Regions from separate parts of the Capra hircus genome. Here region 2 is linked to region 1. A link is a contact called in public Hi-C data. All regions are on one chromosome and are shown on one strand. The core of a region is the stretch at or near the end of the contact, and the rest is flanking DNA. Distances in the headings are between cores, read along the strand shown.

The links. A called contact is a pair of places that touch in the nucleus more often than the background predicts.
Region 2: a Hi-C map of blood shows a contact between it and region 1, with 5 times the contacts expected there. The contact joins the enhancer-like site here to the promoter of LOC102174414 in region 1. A contact is called at or near these places in 2 of 5 Hi-C or Micro-C datasets (blood and liver).

What each region holds. Positions count from the first base shown.
Region 1 is chr16:50,527,837-50,532,845 of ARS1.2, forward strand. LOC102174414 (chymotrypsin-like elastase family member 2A) reads right to left here and starts at 2,002. Exons shown (of 8, transcript XM_018060593.1): 1 at 1,948-2,002; 2 at 1,594-1,682. The coding sequence starts at 1,987.
Region 2 is chr16:50,643,161-50,648,169 of ARS1.2, forward strand. It overlaps FHAD1 (forkhead-associated domain-containing protein 1), which reads right to left. Exons shown (of 32, transcript XM_018060595.1): 12 at 4,066-4,149; 13 at 3,156-3,308; 14 at 1,226-1,421. Among named protein-coding and RNA genes, the nearest start is that of EFHD2, 80 kb to the left of the region's middle. Within about 2 kb of position 2,496, at least 1 of the 5 cell types and tissues checked has an H3K27ac peak or open chromatin away from gene starts, as enhancers often do.

The DNA of each region.
Region 1 (5,009 bases), core at 752-3,251:
AGGGTGACCTCTACTTAAGGGGGAGGTATAGGGCCCCTCTTCCAACTTCCCAGAAAAAATAAATATATTTTTGAGAGTGTGTGAGAAAAGTAGAAGAACTGGCAAAAGCGCACAGAGCTAAGTACTGGGTTGGTAAAAAATTCGTTTGGGTTTTCTTTTGGTAACATCTTATAGAAAAATCTGAATGAATTCTATGGCCAATCCAATACATAAATTGTGAATTGTCTGTCGCTCTCTAAGACTGAAGCTCTCCTAATTGAAGGGAGGATGAATGCATGTTGCATTCCCTCCATGAAACCTACTGATGGCTGCATGGGCACTCTGAGCACTCCCTTACATTGTAAACTCACCCCACTCAACCTTTCTGCGCCCAAACCTGTGTATGCCAGTTGTACTCATATTGTAATCATGTGTATTAATTAAATATGTAACCAATGAAATATGAGTTCTAAAAGATAGCTGTGGTTTACATGGAAACTAAGGTAAGTGCTTGGAAGAGACCACATAACTATGACTTTTAAAAAATTGCTGTGAATTAAGCATAGATGAAAAAACTGAAAAATTGAGAAAAAAAGGTCATCACAATCTGGAAGGGCTGTCAGATTGCTTCTTGAGTATCTCATAGTCAGTTACTCTACTTTAAAGAAATGGAATTACAGATGATACATTGTGGGGATGATTTATACAAGATAGATTGGTGACTAAATGCATATTTATAAGTTTTCAATTAAATAAGTATTTAAAGGATATGTGTGATTTCTAATAATTTATCTATAACCAATCTTTCAATTTGTTGTTTAGTCGCTAAGTCGTGTCTGACTCTTTGCATCCCCATGGACTGTAACCCCACCAGGCTCCTCTGTCCATGGGATTTCCCAGGCAAGAATACTGAAGTGGGTTGCCATTTCTTTCTCTGGGGCATCTTCTTGACCCAGGGATCGAACCTAGGTCTCCTGCATTGGCAGGCGGGTTCTTTACCACTGAGCCTATTACTCAATCCCAATCATGTCAGATAAGAGAGATTTTACTATATTTATTAATGTCAGTGTACGCTTCACATATTTCTTTCATGAGTCCTACCACTAACAGGTCCTAGTAATTTGTGCCTGTGCCCCACCCAGCATTTTTAGTCACCTTATTGTTAGAATTATTTCAAGGTAAGGAGGCATTTACTTTATTGGTAACATTGATTTGCCTGTAGTCAAGAATTAATTTGCATAAAATAGCACTGATTGGTTCCTGAAAGCAAGGAATATTTGCATAGAGAGTGATGAATGGATCTTCAGATAACAGTATATTTGTAAGCAAGCATCTGATTGGTTAACAGAAAGAATGTATTTGTGAATTTGTGTGGATGGGTTGTGGGCTAGGGCAGATCTTTATCCTCGTTAGAGAAGGCCCCTCTCCTTCCACCCCCAAGGTTGACCAAGGGCACAGAAATGTATTTTTTATTGTTGAATTCCCCCATCCTGCCCGTTGAGTCCCCACCAATCCTCGTTTTTGCCAGTGCAATAGACCCTGTGGTGGAGGGTAAAGGGCTGATGTTATGTATGTAAGGACAAGGAGGCAAGAAGTAGAGTATGGGGGACTCACCTGCCAGGGCCAGCTGTTGGGCCTTGCATCTTCACCTCCAACCACTCTGGACAGTTGCGGTGGGTAAGTGGGGACCCCGCAGCTGAGAGCTGTAGAAAGAGAAAGGGTTGTAAACCCAGGGAGCAGTGACCCAAACAATCTACCCCACACTTCCTGAATTCCCAACCCCCAAATAGAGTTTCCCTGTTCTAGAAGGATCCTTACAGGTTGTAGAGTCCTACCCTTTGTTGCTCTTTTCTGAAATTTCACTCCAGCTTTCCTACAACCACAGGACTGAGCCCAGCGGGTGCAGGGAGGTCCCATCCTCAGTTCTACCAGGAGGCTGGAAAAGTGCCTCTGGGTGACAGGGCTTACCTCCAGCCACCAGCGTAGACAGCAGTAAGGCCCTGATCATGGTGTGTCCGTAAGGAGTCCTATATGTGTGGCCCTGGCTAAGGCCCTGGTTTTATGAGTGGGCTTATCGGACAGAGATATACTAGGAAAATTCAAGATGGGGATTTTCTCAAAGCCCAATGGAAAAATGGCCCATGGCCAATATTCTTTTTCCATTTTCCCTAATTGACACCCTGGAAATACTTGGAAAAAGATGCCAAACAGGGATGTTGAAATATGGGTTCTATCCACTTTCAACAGATTATATGTTATGAGAAGAAGAAAAATATTGGCCCTTGGAGTTGTGTTTTCATATAAAACATTAGGTTGCATGCTGAACAAACAGTTCTAGGCCAGTGATCCTCAGTAGTGCTGGTATTATCCACCAAGGGGACATTTGGCAACGTCCAGAGACATTTTTGGTTATTATGGCAGGGGATGGGGTACTGTTGGCATCTACTGGGTAGAGTCTAGAGATGTTGCTAAATACCCCACAAAGGCACAGGGGCCTGTAACAACGAGGAACGATTCCCCCTTAATTGTCAGTGGCACCGAGGTTGAGGAAGCCTGTTCTAGGCCATACCTCAGCTTGCTGGGTGGCCTAGGATAAGCCACAGAAGTCTCAAGGCCTGGAGCCTGCCCATCTATGAAACAAGGGGAGAAATGTGTGCCCAGTCTGTTTTGCAATGATATGGTGAGGATTTGAAAAATGTGCTTACCTGAACAGGTGGGGTTTGGCAGCCCCAGAATGGGCAGCTGTGGAGGGCTTTATTGGGATGGCTCAAGAGTATTTATCATCCCCTCCTAGGACCACAGCAGTTTGTACTTCTCTAGTAACTTCCAAATGAGGTCAAAGCAGGAACTTCTTAGAAAAGGAGGCGGACACTGACCCAACATACATGTCAGATGCACTCACGTGTCTTACCTAACCTCAGTCTTATGAAATCTAGCAAAAGGTCCCATATTTCAAATGAAGAAGCTGAGTTTCAGAGAAGTAAAGTGAACTTGCTCAAGATTACACAGCTTTTAAAGTGGCACAAGGGGGCTTCCAACATAGGCTGGTCTGATTTCCAAGCTCCTTTACTTGAGGATGCTGAAGGTGGCATTTCAAATGTCCTCCCAGTGCTGCAATAAGCCCCTTGTGTTTGGTGGGTAGCAGGGTGCATGGGTGGGAAAAAGGAGCGAGGGTTTCCTGATGGACGTTCTTATTCTTCCTTAAAACTTCATTCTCCTTGCTTATGGTCAGAGCACAGTTCCAGGAAAGCCAGGCTCTGGTGAGACAGACCTGCCCTGTGACCACAGATTCTACCTTTTGCTCAGCCAGAAAGGCAGAGCAGAGAGTGGACTTGAACTGTTAAGACTTGAGTTCAAGTCCTCATTGAGTCAGAACTGAGTGTTACAGCTTGGACAGACAAGTCACTGGGCCTGAGTTTCCTAAATAACAATCCAGGCCTGGATTACAGGATTGTCATATGGGTGGGAAAAATTCGTAATTGGCCGAGAATCATGAGGAGGGTGAGGGAGCCTGGGGTGTAGAATCCCATTGCGCTAGATGCCAGAATACCTGGGTTCTAGTCCCAACTCCACCCCTAACTTCTTCAACAGTTTGGGCTCTTGTTTGTAGTTGAGCAGTCACTACAACAACAAACTATTTCTGAAGTTGCCTATTTTATCTTGAATTAATGTGAATATGCCATTCTGTTCCCTGTATCTGTGTTTATTTTACTATAAAAATAAGATTTTCCTGTAGGAGGTCACTGAACAAATACCGGTTTGGCACATGCCATGGGCTTGCTGTGTGACCTTGGGCAAGTCACACAGGTCCTTTGGCCTGGGGCTGTTTATGAATGAAACACAGAGAAGGACATATGCCCAGCCTATTTCATCACATTTCTGGGAGGGTTTGGAAGTGACAAAAATCTTCATCTAATAGGCTGAAGCCAAAGAGTCATTCACTGGGACACAAGGTGGAAAAGCCCAGGAGCAGGGCTGGTTTCAGGCACGGCTGGATTCAGGGCTCTGGGGATGTCCCCAGCACTCAGTTTATCTCTGTCTTTTGTCTCTGCTTTTCACTGTGAGAGTCCACTCTCAGGCTCCATTACATGGCCTGTAGGAGCTCCAGGTTGTCCTATGGGGACAAGAAGGTTACAGAATCTCTTGTCCAGGGTTTCTCAACTGTGGCGCTATTGACAATTTGGATGATGGTTCTTTACTATGAGACCCAGAATCCTGTGAACTACAATCCTGTGCCTTGAAGGCTATTTAGCAGCAGTCCTGGTTCCCACCCGCTAGATGCCAGTAGTCTCTTCCCTCCTCCTCCAAGTTGTGACAACCAGAAGTGTCTGTGCTCATTGTAGAATGTATTGGAGAGAGCAAAACCATCCCCTCCATTTTGCTGCTGTAGCCTCACATCGCTCATCTTCAAACCCATCAGGGAATGAGCGAGAGCTTCCTGGTAGTTCCCACAGAAGTCCTGTAACTCTCTCTGATTGGACCTGCCTCAGGTCACATGACCATCCCTGAACCAATGGTTGTGGTGGGAGAGGGGATGCATGTGTGGATTGGCCAGGTTTAGGACCTGGAGGACAAGTCCTACCCCTGGATCTGGGCACCAGGCTCCAGATGGAGGTGCGGGGGAGGGACAGCACCAAAACAATAATCCAGGTTTCTGGAGAGGGAATAGAGGCTGGGAGAACAGATGAGTTTTATAGCCCACTTCCTCCCACTGGGGCTCAGTCCCCATTTATATGTTGATGGACAACCAGGCAATCTGTGAAGTTCTAAACTGGGCTGTGTCCTTGAGGTCTCAGTGGGGCCATGGAGATGCAGACATGAAATTTCATGAGATTTATGACTCATTTATAAGGGTTCCTCTGAGAAATCCAGTGCTCAGGGGTTAGAGACTTGGGTTTGCAGCCCTGTGATTCTGGGTAGTGACTCTGGTTTGGATCCTCACTGCTCACAGAGTGGTTTGGACCAGCATCGCTTAGGATCTGGTTAGAAATGCAGACTCATGTATCCACACCTACTGATTCAGCATCTGC
Region 2 (5,009 bases), core at 1,246-3,745, 120 kb after region 1:
GGGTTCTTTACCACTGTGCTCCTTGGGAAGCAATGGAATATTATTTGGCACTAAAAAAGAGCTGTCAAGCCATGAAAAAACTTAGAGGAAACTTAAATGCATATTACTAAGTAAAAGAAACTGATCTGAAAAGTTGTATGATTCCAACTATATGATATCTTAGAAAAGGCAAAAAACCATAGTGACAATAAAAAAGATGTGTGGTTGCCAGGGACTGGAGGTCAGGGAGGAAGCACAGAGGATTTTCAGGGCAATGAGACTATTCCATATGATATTATATTGGTAGCTACATGTTATCACACATTTGTCCAAGCCCAAATCCATAGAATGTGCAAGAGTAAACCCCACACAACACTGCAGATCAACTACACTCCTCCAGTAAAATTAAAATGAAAAAGAGTGAACCCCAAAGTAAACCTGACTGCTCCCCTGATAGCTCAGTTAGTTAAGAATCCACCTGCAATGCAGGAGACCCAGGTTCTATTCCTGGGTGGGGAAGATCCATTGGAGAAGGAATAGGCTACCCACTCCAGTATTCTTGGGTTTCCCTTATGGCTCAGCTGGTAAAGAATTCCCCCCCTCTCCCCACAATGTGGGAGACCTAGGTTCAGTCCCTGGGTTGGGAAGATCCCCTGGAGAAGGGAAAGGCTACCAACTTCAGCATGCTGGCCTGGAAAATTCCATGGACTGTATAGTCCATGGGGTCACAAAGAGTTGGACACGACTAAGCAACTTTCACTTTTCTTTCCAATGTAAACCATGGGCTTTGGGTGATTACGATGTGTCCATGTAGGTTCATCAGCTGCAACAGTTGTACCTCTCTGGTGCTGATGTTGATAACTGGGGGGCTGTGCATGAGTGGCAATGGAGGGTACCTCGGAAATCTCCATATCATCCTTTCAATTTTGCTGTGAAGCCAAAACTGCTCTAAAAACAGTGTCTTTTTATATATATGTGGTAACTTCTAAGAGAGAAGATTTGGCATAATTTTGCTTCTTCCTATTGCCTCTGTCACATCTCATTTTTCTCCAGCAGTCATGTCTCACTTGTGTATACTCTTTTCCTGGAACATCACTTCTCAAGTGGTGAAGCGGAGTTAAGTCTGGAGAAGGGAACGCTTGGCCGCACACCCAACAAGAAGCCTCCCTCAACAGATGTCCCATCGCGATCAGATTTGACGCGACATTTCAGTCATGCAACTACAGGAGAAGAGGGCTGCCATTACCTTTGTTGGTGCTGGAGAACTGGATGCCCACGTCTTGCAGAAGGTGCTCTGTCTCCTCCAGCCAGGACAGTGACAGGCGCAGGATGTCCAGTGACACCTTCTGGAGCCCTGAGACAGGTGGGCTCACCTGCAGGTGCTGCAGGAAGCTGACCTCCTTCCTCAGGTCGTTGCTGCAGCATGATGTCTTCATGCAAGCCTGGAAACAGATGAGGTCGTGAGGAGCCAGGGCACCGTTGCCAGAAATAGCACCCGGCCACCATGACCTGCAGAGAGTGGTGTTCTTGACGTGTTCTTGAAGCAGGAAGTGCCCTGGGATGGCCCACTTCTAGTTGCTTTTTAGGGGGTGAGTGGGACGAGGGGGCAGCTTTTATTTCATGTGTACTTTAGTTGGGACTTCCGATGGTCAAATAGACCCCATGTTTACAGACTTAGAGAATGAATTTATGGTTGCTGGGGGGACAGCAACCCCTTATGGAGGGAAGGGATAGTTAGGGAGTTGGGGATGCTATGTACACACTGCTATATTTAAAATGGATAGCCAACAAGCATCTACTGTACAGCACATGGAACTCTCTCAAAGTTATGTGGCAGCCTGGATGGGAGGGGAGTTTGGGGGAGAATGGATGCATGTATATGGATGGCTGAGTCCCTTCGGTGTTCACCTGAAACTACCACAACATGGTGTGTTAATCAGCTATGAAAGTGAAAGTTGCTCAGCTGTGTCCGACTCTTTGCGACCCCATGGACTATACAGTCCACGGAATTCTCCAGGCCAGAATACTGGAGTGGGAAGCCTTTCCCTTCTCCAGTGGATTATCCCAACCCAGGGATCGAACCCAGGTCTCCCGCATTCCAGGCAGATTCTTTATGAGCTAAGCCACAAGGGAAGCCCAAGATATAATCAGCTATACCCCAATATAAAATAAAAGCCAAAACAAGGGATTTCCGTGGTGGTCCAGTGGTGAAAACTCCGTGTTTCCAATACTAGATCCCACGTGCCACAACTAAAAAATCTCATATGCAGCAATGAAGATTGAAGGTCCCACATGCTGCAAATAATATCTGGTGCAGCCAATAAACAAAATTAAAGAAAAAAAAAACAGAGAAAGGAAGAGATCCCGTGTTTAGGCACAGGCAATTCCAAAGCCAAATTGCTAAGGACGATTTGGCTGAAATGAGAACCAAAGTTGGCTACAAAATTCCTGCTAAGATCAACACATAAGCTGGTCAGAAAGTCCGATTTCCTGGCTTGAAAAAGTGCTGACAAGCCAACATTCACAGACTCCCCAAATAGCAGCTGCTTATTTCCAGAGAAAGCAGAAGCAGCTGCCTGCTCTGATAAAGCTGGTTTTCCGGGTGGGGGCTGGGAGGTGGGGGGCGGGGGTCGGTCAGAACCAGTCTTGTCTCCTCCAGAGTCAAAGGCGACTAGGGTAGGAGCAGCCTTTCCATTGCTGGGACAAAAAAGAAAAACGCAAATAAAGAGCAGGATGTTTTCTTGGTTTCTCTGGAAATAACCCAGGGCTATTTTGAGAGCAAGAGGAGAAGGAGGTGACAGAGGATTAGATGGTTGGATGGCATCACTGACTTAACGGACATGAATTTGAACAAACTTCAGGAGACGGTGAAGGACAGCGAAGTCTGGCGTGCTGCAGTCCACTGGGTCTCAAAGAGCCAGACACGACTGAGTGACTGAACAACAACATTTCTTCCCCTGAGGTCCAGGGGCCTCCCGAAGGGGAGTGTCAGGCAGCTTTTTCTTGGCCACACCAATTTCACCTGGGAGGCAGTTTTTGAGGTCCTTTGTTTTCTACCTCAAACAAATTTCTCCAGCAAGAGAGAAGGTGGGCAGAAAAGCAGAACCGGACGATTTCCTGAACAAGGACCACAACGTGAGCCATGGGGGGCACGGGTGAGAAGTGGAGGAGGGCACCTGGCAACTGTCTAAGGCCTTCTTCAGCTTCTCAACGCTGTCTGCGACCTCCTCCTGTCTGCAGAGGCCGAGCTGGGTCTCCTTCTGCAGGGTCCACTTTTTCTGCTGAAAGTTGATGTTGTCCTCAGTGACCTGGGTGATCTTCTCTATTAACTAATGGGAAAAAGACACACACACAAAAAGATTGACATTGCAGGGTGGCTCTGGCGGGAGGGGCTCTGGGTTGGGGGAGGGCATGGGCTTGAGCTCCCATCTCTGCAGGGTTAGGGAGGGAGGTCCTGGCATGTTTGGGTGATGGCTCTGGAGGGAATGTCAGCTCTGTCACCAGGGCTTGTTTCCCAGGATCAGAGATGATTTTTAAGAGCCAAAGGCTTGTCATGTGGCCCTGTGTGTGTTCTAGATTCTTCAGAACTCTGGGAGTGATTCATCATGCTGAGCCTGATGCTGTGGTGCCCGAAAGAGAAGGCTAGGCTATCCGAGAGCAGTCCATGGTGTGAATTTTTCACCCGCGTGCCGACACAGGGTTGGAGGGGACAAACGGAAGAATAACAAGTCAGTCCTTACAGCCAAAGGCACATCCTTGCTGCCGGCTGCCCTCTTCAGGAGAAGCGAGCCAGGATGCCTGCTCTACAGCGAGGCTCTTTCCTCGTGGGACTAACGGAGCTGGACCATGCAGGCCTGGAGACCAGACATAGGCCTGGGTGGTTCCATTTGATTTTCACAGAAACCCTTCAAGGGAGTTTAACTGGCTTTTACTCTAAAAGCCAGGAAATCCCAGAATATCAAAACAAATCTTCATGGTGTAGCAACAGTGTGAAAAATATGCGCCACCAACAAAAAACAGAAACATATGTTCCCAGTGTCTGGAGTCCCGGGTCCCCGAGGAAGAAAGTGGGGAAGAGAGACGAACCTGCTGATCGGAGACGGGCTTGTCCTGGAACGGCTTCGCTCGTCCGTAGGTGGCCTTGATGACCTGACTTCTGAAATGCTCCAGCTGCAGCACAAAGAAAGGGAAGATGATGGAATGAGTGGTGCAGCTGCAGCCGCAAGGCTTGAGGAGGCACTTCCACTGCTGGGTCTGGGAGAAATCGGTTAGAAGGCTCTGCACACCATGAATGGTCACTATGGTTGGGGCTTCCCAGGTGGTCCTAGTGGTAAAGAATCCGCCTGCCAATGCAGGAGCCACAAGAGATGTGGGTACGACTCCTGGGTTGGGAAGATCCCTTGGAGTAGGAAATGGCAACCCAAACTAGTATTCTTGCCTGAAAAATTGCACGAATGGGGGAGCCCTCAGGCTATACTCCATGGGGTTGCAAAGAGTTGGTCACGACCAAGTGACTAAGCACGCACGCAAACGGATTATTAACACCTTCACCTCTCACCGGAAGGGGCAATGCCCACACAAGAGAGGGGGACGGTAGGTTTTAATGACTTTTCAGGCACGCCCGCCTAACCCAGCCGATGCACGTGGGCAGCTCACATACGTCTCAGGCCCTCAGAAGAGCCACTCACTGCCAATTATCCAGTGGGAAGTCTGGGGCTGGGAGTGCTCTTCCATAATTGGTACGCTGGCACCAGGCTGTGAGATAAATATTGAGACTGTCAGCCTGAGTAAACTGTGTAATCAGCCAGGGTGCCCGGGGAGAGAAGGAGGAGCAGCCTGCTGCCATTTTGTGCCTTAGGCCTCGTGTCCTGAAGATGATGCCTGCTGTATTCCCCTCAGGGTCCCCAGAGCCTGGCACCCAGCAGGCACTCAATAAGTGTTCATCAAATGCTTGTAACAGAAACAACTGACTTGGCAGGTGTTCAAAGTCCTCGCCTTCAGTTCGGCCAGCTTTTATTGACTGTCTCCCT